Regions from separate parts of the Sus scrofa genome. Here region 2 is linked to region 1. Evidence: chromatin contacts called from public Hi-C data. All regions are on one chromosome and are shown on one strand. The core of a region is the stretch at or near the end of the contact, and the rest is flanking DNA. Distances in the headings are between cores, read along the strand shown.

Region 1 (3,595 bases), core at 399-2,898:
ACTATCAACATCATCACAGGGATGATGTTGGTGGCAGTATAAACTTGGGCTTGACTGGCGCTGAAATACCCCCTCCACTCTCTTCCCCCACCGCCACCCACAAGCCTGCGGCCCGGCAGCACGGAGGAGACACATGCGTCATCCAGCTGTGGAGTGAATGCAGGATCTTCCGGCAGCGGGCTTTGGGACCTAGGCAGTGATGCCTCAACCCACCTGGGCTGCTGCGGGGTGAAGGTTATTTTCTGATGGGGGACGTCCAATAAGCAAAGACCCTTCCCTCCTTCGTACCCATTCTCCAGGTGGAAACAGACAAGCGGCCAAAGAACGCAGCAGCTGCGCCAGCGGTAACGACCCCCCAGGGAGCCAGAAGAACGTCCCCTAGCCCCGGCTTCAGTTCCCCAACTCTCCTCCAGATGCGGGAGAAGCTGCGCCGCACTTGGTGGCTGAGATAACAGGTTGGCAAACCCGACCTGCGAAAAAAATCTCCGCGCTTCCCCGCGCAAACCTAAGCCCCTCTTCCCTACTCAGGTGGGCAAACAACCTACAATCTCTCAACAACTTTGTGTATTTCACCAACTCAAGGCGCTTGGCCTCAACTTCCCCTCTAAGCCGGGTTTGCCGGAGAAAAGCGGGAAATTGGGGATGGGGGGAGGGAGTCTCCACAGGCCGCTCCCCTTTTCTGGGGGCGCCTTCCGGAGGCGCGTCCCGTCTTACCTTGTCTGACGGCTTTGAAGGTGACCGCCTCCTTGAAGCTGTCGATGACTCCCAGTACGTCATAGCGGGGCAAGCCGGACACCCGGATCCCCTGGACCTCCAGAAGCAGCTCCCCCTCGCCCAGCCGCGGGCCCTCGCCGCCGCCAGGAAGCCCCGACGCCTCGGCCGCCGCCACCGCTCCGACATAAGGAAACTCTCCATTCTCCGCGCCCCCCAGCACGGTCACCCCCAGCTCGCCCTGGGGTCCCCGCTTCACGGTGCATTCGTGAACCTTGCTAGTCCAGTGATTCTTCTTCTGGATCACTTTTGACATGATGAGTTACACCCCTCTTCCCCCCCACAAAAAAAATAATAAGTGAGAGACAGGTGTCCCTCCGCAGCACAAGCCCCCCCCCCAGGCCCTCGCTGGTTCATGGGAGAGACATCTCCCCCCAAAAAACGCAACGGGAGAGAGAAACTTGGCAGCCTCGCTCGCCGCACACACTCGCGCACTCAAGCCATCATAAAACAAACTTTCTGGGCTTCCCCGCGAGCCCTGCACAGGCGCCCGCGAGCTTTGTTTGCATTCCGGTGCTTCTCCGTCCACGTTCCGGCGCCTGACCGTGCTCTCCCGGACCAGAGTCCACTCTGCGCCGCTTGGGTTATTTTTTTTCCTTCCTTCCTTTCTTTCTCGCCTCTTAGAAATGCGGTGTCTCCTCTTTGCCGCCCGCCTGGCTCGCCTTTTCTCGTTGGCGGGTTGTTCCTGAGCGTGAGGGAAGCCCTTCCAGCCAGTTGCTGGGAGCCCAGGAGACGCGGTAGCGAAGCGGGGGTTGGGGGACAGGGGGGAAGTGCCAGCGGCCCCTTTAAGCAGATACAAAGGCTCTGCTTGTTTTGTTACAGTTCATTCTATTCCGCGCCGCCGAGCGCAGCGGCCGGCGAAAGGAGACGCGCGCGCATGCGCACCGCGGCCTCCAGCCAGCCGGCCCGCCCCACCCCGCCTTCCCGAAGGGAGAGATTCCAAAGTGCTTCCCGTTGGGTCCTAAAACCGATCCGCCAGGAGCAAGCAATTTACCCTCCTTACCACACACCTCTGATTCCTCCTTTTCTTTCAGTTCCCTGGGCTCAGCAATTTCTTTCGGGAGTTTGGGGGAAGCGCACGTGTATTACTCCAACTGTTTGAAACTTTTGAAAACATAGGCCAGTTTGGTTTTGGCATTTTAAAATCATTTAAAACAGGTGGGGGTTGGGTAGGCTCACCACTCGCGCTCACACTCACGCACACAAGCACGCGCTCACGACGGCCTAAGCCTCACCACCGCCTTCAGCCAGTGGCTGGCCACGCTGTTGGTCACCCAGCCCCGGGCGCCTGCCTTGCAACCCCCACCCCGACCCCCGCCACATTTCAATCTAAAACCCTGAACCAAACCCAAAGGCGTGCGTCGGCCCCCCCCCTTCTCCCCGCCTGCACTGCGCCCTTGGGTTTGGGTCGTGGAACTAGACTTGCCCCTGTCTCTGCGACCCTGGGGAAGGGGACTCTTGGATTCCCCAACTGGGATCCCTATGAGCGTCACACGCTCACACACACACACACACCACACACACGCACTCAAACTTTGAGACCAACTTTTTTGGACGTGGGAAAACTAGACCAGGGAAAGAAGCCAAAGGCAAGAGGGGATTCGGGTCTTCAAGTGAAAAGAGGTCTAACTTTTTAACTCCCTTGTGGGCAGAGATTTCTGGAGCCAGGCATTGGTCCCAGGATCAAATTCCCGACTGAGCTGGGCAGCCTTCGGACCCGCCCGGGGCTAGGAGATAAGAATCACCCCCAGATCTGGGATCTGCACCCGCGTCCTGGAGCCCGCGGGAGCGGGGGCGCGGCAGACACCTATTGGAATTCTCAGCCCCGGGCTTGGGGCTGCCTTCGGCGCCGCCCGGGGGCGTGGGGGTGAGCCAGCTTCAGTTCCTGCCAGGTTTGGGAATGTGCTTCAGGGCTGCGGACTGAAAGAATAGCCTGCACCATCAAGGCTGCCCTCCCTAAATACTCCCCAATCGGCCTGAGCGATAGTCTCCCAAGCATTTTCTTTTCTTCTGTGATTTATAACTTGTTTATTCATCTTTGGTCCCAGGAAAGATTGCAAGTGCTAAATAAGGAAGGGGAGTGTAAGGGACTCAGAAAGGAGGGAGTGCCACAGCGGTCACGGTTGAGAGCCTTTCTCTGGGGTTTAGATCCCCACCAGTCCAGTCTCTGTGACCTTGATCAAGCACGGGGACCCCTCAGTGCCTTAGTTTCTCCCTTATTAAGTACATATAGCAATACCTCACTAGGTTCTTGGGTGTATTATGAGGGAGAAGAGCTTGCATACGATAAAAATTTGGTGTAGTAGTAGTATAGTATTTGGAAAGAAAATTAGGAATCATTTGGGATTTCAAATTAGATGATACCAATAATCCCTCCTCGCCTTTACGAAACTTAAAATATACAGGCATACATGGAAACACTTTAAAGCTCTGATTGTAGGGTGCTATTCTCAGCTAATAAAAATAAGAGAGGAATGTTGATGCTTCTCTCTTGGGATATCCAGAAATGAAAAATCCCGTTGCTTTGTAGTATTTGTAAAAGAAGGAAGTGACCAATTTTCCATGGCTCTTCTTGGTGAAGAAAATTTCATCTTCAGCCTCTTTTCTTGGAAGCAATCTATTTGAACTGGATCAAAATGAGTGAGAGCTTCAAAAGATCCATTTCCAAACACAGATCCAGCCAGTCAGAATCTCAGGGATGGACTCTATCATGGGGACTTTTCAGGTTCCCCTTAAGTGGTGCTGTTACACAATATGGAGGACCATAGTTATAGCTTCTTGATTCCTGAGCTGCTTTTTTTTTTTTTTTTTTTTTCTTTCTTTC
Region 2 (3,637 bases), core at 156-2,655, 53 kb before region 1:
AGCTTCTAAAAGCATATGAGCAAAGCTGTAAAGCCATTCTCGGGCACATGCCTCAATTTCACACTTCAAATTTAGTTCCTGCCATGGGACTATGCTCCCTGGAGCCAGTCTGCCTCCTCTGACAGGGTAAATGGTCAACATGAACTCAGTAGAGCATAATGCTCCTCAAGTCCACAAGTCATCAACTAGACTACTCGGGCCAGAAAGAGAATCCCAACCACAAAATCTTACTTATCCTCACGCATATCTGCCAATGGGCAGAAGAGTCATGGTATAGAGACAGAAACATACAGAGTGAATCACATTGTGAGAAAACTATTTCCTGTCTCATTCTCTCTTTTTTTTTTTTTTTTTTTTTTTTTTTGCTTTTTTTTTTTTAGGGCCACACCTGTGGCATATGGAAGTTCCCAGGCTAGGGTCAAATCGGAGGTACAGCTGCCAGCCTACACCACAGCCACAGAAATGCAGGGTCTGAGCCACGTCTTCGACCTACACCACAGCTCACAAGGATGTCAGATCCTTAACCCACTGAGCGATGCCGGGGATGGAATCTGTGTCCTCATGGATGCTAGTCAGATTCGTTAACTGGTGAGCCACGACGGAACTCCTGTCTCACTCTTTTCTTTCTTTTTTTTTTTTTTTTGTCTTTTGCCTTTTCTTGAGCCACTCCTGCAGCATATGGAGGTTCCCAGGCTAGGGGTCAAATCAGAGCTACAGCTGCTGGCCCACACCACAGCCACAGCAATGTGGGATCTGAGCCACATCTGCAACGCCGGATCACTAACCCATTGAGCAAGGCCAGGGATCAAACCGGCAACCTCATGGTTCCTAGTCGGATTCGTTAACCACTGGCCACAAGGGGAACTCCTCATTCTCTTTTAACTCTTCCAATTTTGGATTTCAAAAGGCCACAGTTTGGAATTATAGAGTTTTTTAATTCCCATTTAACACAGGTGAATTGCACTCAATGATGAATGGACAACAGGACTCAGGCTCAGAAGCTTCTATTTATGCACGTTTCTACTTAGAGCTATGACACAGAGTTTGCTCTTAAAATACATCTAATTCTTTAAAAGCAAATCGGTTACAAAAAAACAGGTCAAGAGTACAACAATAATGGGTGAACAGGGGAAAAAATTGTGAAGGTGGTTCCAAGTGATTCACATGTGAGGACTACTTCAGATCTGTGTTTTCCTGTTCTTCTTCAACGGTATTCTAAGTGTTTCTCTACAGCCTCAGTGTATTTATGAAACGTAGGTGTTGGAAATTCAGAACTAAGACATCACTTTTTCTTATTCCCAGGAAACCAAAAAAATAGCATGGATGAGCTCATACTAGCAGACTGCCTCTTGGCCTGCTTCTGATGCAATGAAATTCAAACATTTACCAACACTACAACCTTTCAGACTTTGCTCTGACTGATCAAATACGTGGGCTGATGTAGACTCTTTTCTTGCTTACCATCTCCCCTATATTGCACGTTAATATCAGTTTTCCAAAATAAACCCCAATGCCAAGAGAAAGACGTGTGCAGGATGATGGCATAGAAGGGTTTCAGGTGCCAGAGAAACATGGAGTCTGAACATGGGCAAGTTAATTATTCTCTCCAAACCTTCGCATCCTCCTGAGGTTTTAAGAGGATTAAATGAAACAATGCACAGAAGGTGGCTCGTAAACTAACTGATGTACAATGGGCACTTCATAAATGTTAGTTCTCTTTCCCTTGCTTGAAGAAAACAGCCAGTAACACAGTTAAGGAAACGGTACCTCACCAATGTCCTGACACAGACCATCCAGGCCATATAATTTAGGACAAGTATCTGCTCTTTTTCCCAAGGTCCCTGAGTGACAGCCTTCATTCTCTGTAACAAAAACACGCAGACAACGCAGTTTATACCAAGCCAGAAACAGTGAACTGCTCTGTGACCAAGGTTAATTGTGGAGTAATTGTGTCTGCCTCTAAATAGCACTTTTACTTTAATATTTACCGCTTGGCCTTCCGTTCAATTCCAGGCCCATCTAACCAAAACTTTCCAATTCCCCTTCCAACATAGGTTTAACAGGCTTCAGCATCACCTGGGAATCCTGTTCAAACAGAGATTCTCATCTAACAGGCCTGGTAAGAGGACTGAGATTCTGTCTATAATAAGCTGTCAGGAAATGCTGAAGCTGCCACTCAGTCCACAGACCACATTTTAAGAAGTGAAGCCCTAGACAACACCAACACCTTCCAGGTCCAACACAAGGACATGGGAAGGAAAAGCCCAGGGCTGATCAGGTTCTCACACAGTCCCTTCTCTTTCCATGAGTCCTGCTGTCATTTCAGCTTTTATATCCCAATGTTCCTGCCAGCCAATAAAATGTCTAACAGAACTTCCATTTAAAGGAGAACCACTGCATCAGGCCTTAGGGACCTGGTTGTCATAACAAAGTACTAATTTGCTTATTTCACCTGATTTTACTGGCAATCCATCTGATGTCAGTTTCCCCACTGATGCTTCAAACTGTCAGCTCTGCCTATTTCTTTGCGGGGTGTGGTCCTGTGTTGGTGTTACAAGAACCGATGTAGCTTGAGGCTGCTGAGTTGCTGTAGGAATCCACAGGCAAGGAGAAGAACCAGCAAGCCCTTACTAAACACCTGTCAACCAAGAAGAACTTGCATCCAAACAGACTTCACACATTAGTCATTCGCTCAACAAATGCTGGCAGGTCACTAACTACGTGCCAAGCTCGGTTCTGGGTCTCGTCAAATGAACCCAACAATGTGTTCATTACTGTAGCCTTTACATCATTCGTGGACGCTTCTTTTTCTTTAAATCAAGTCAAATGAAATTTGATCACAAGCCTGTGAGTTAGGCAGTTCAAATGCTATCTCATCAGACCCTTTGCTATGCCATCTTACATAGTTTTTAAAGTTCATGAGGAGTGTGTGTGTGTGTGTGTGTGTGCGTGCTCTAGAAACCACACATGCACATGTGCGTGCACACACACCTCTTAGGGTGGTTAAGTAAATTTCTTCCAAGTAACACAGCTAATACTGAGGAACAAAATCCCACTCGATTCCAAGATCCAAGCTCTTTTTTTCTTCTTTTTCTTTTCCTTTTTCTTTTTAGGACCACACCTGCAGCATACAGAAGTTCCCAGGCTAGGGGTTGAATCGAGGCTGCAGCTGCTGGCCTAGCCACAGCCATAGCAACACCAGATCCAAGCCACATCTGCAATCTATGCCAAAATTTGTGACAACTCCAGATCCTTAATCCAATGACTGAGGACTGGATACTGTATCCTCACAGAGACAACATCAGGTCTTTAACCCACTGAGCTGCAACAGAAACTCCTCAATGTATTTTAAATGGAAATTTTGCATCACTTATACAAGGAGAAATACAGAATCAGCTGCCATAAAAATAAGCTAACTCCAAAAGCAAACTTGAAGCAACTCTGGATCCTTAACCCATTGATCGAGGCCAAGCACTGAACCTACATCCTCATGGATATTAGTCAGGTCCTTAAGCCACTGAGCCACAAGGGGAACTCCACAAGATCCAAACTTTTAATCTCTAGTCTGCACACCCTTCCTAGCAGAGAGAAGCAATTCCCCGTTTGCCCTCAAGAAGTTTATCACCTCATGAAAAAG

What was found. Hi-C and Micro-C count contacts between places; a contact is called where the count stands out from the background.
Region 2: a contact with region 1 is called in a Hi-C map of liver, with 2.0 times the contacts expected there. The contact joins the enhancer-like site here to the promoter of MAGI1 in region 1. A contact is called at or near these places in 1 of 5 promoter capture datasets (liver) and 6 of 47 Hi-C or Micro-C datasets (liver, retroperitoneal adipose tissue and skeletal muscle).

What each region holds. Positions count from the first base shown.
Region 1 is chr13:47,566,492-47,570,086 of Sscrofa11.1, forward strand. It overlaps MAGI1 (membrane-associated guanylate kinase, WW and PDZ domain-containing protein 1), which reads right to left and starts at 1,649. Exons shown (of 22, transcript XM_021070801.1): 1 at 715-1,649. The coding sequence starts at 1,027.
Region 2 is chr13:47,513,961-47,517,597 of Sscrofa11.1, forward strand. The region is part of intron 1 of MAGI1 (membrane-associated guanylate kinase, WW and PDZ domain-containing protein 1); the gene reads right to left. Among named protein-coding and RNA genes, the nearest start is that of MAGI1, 52 kb to the right of the region's middle. Within about 2 kb of position 1,406, at least 2 of the 83 cell types and tissues checked have an H3K27ac peak or open chromatin away from gene starts, as enhancers often do. A contact at or near this core is called in liver, where this site is marked.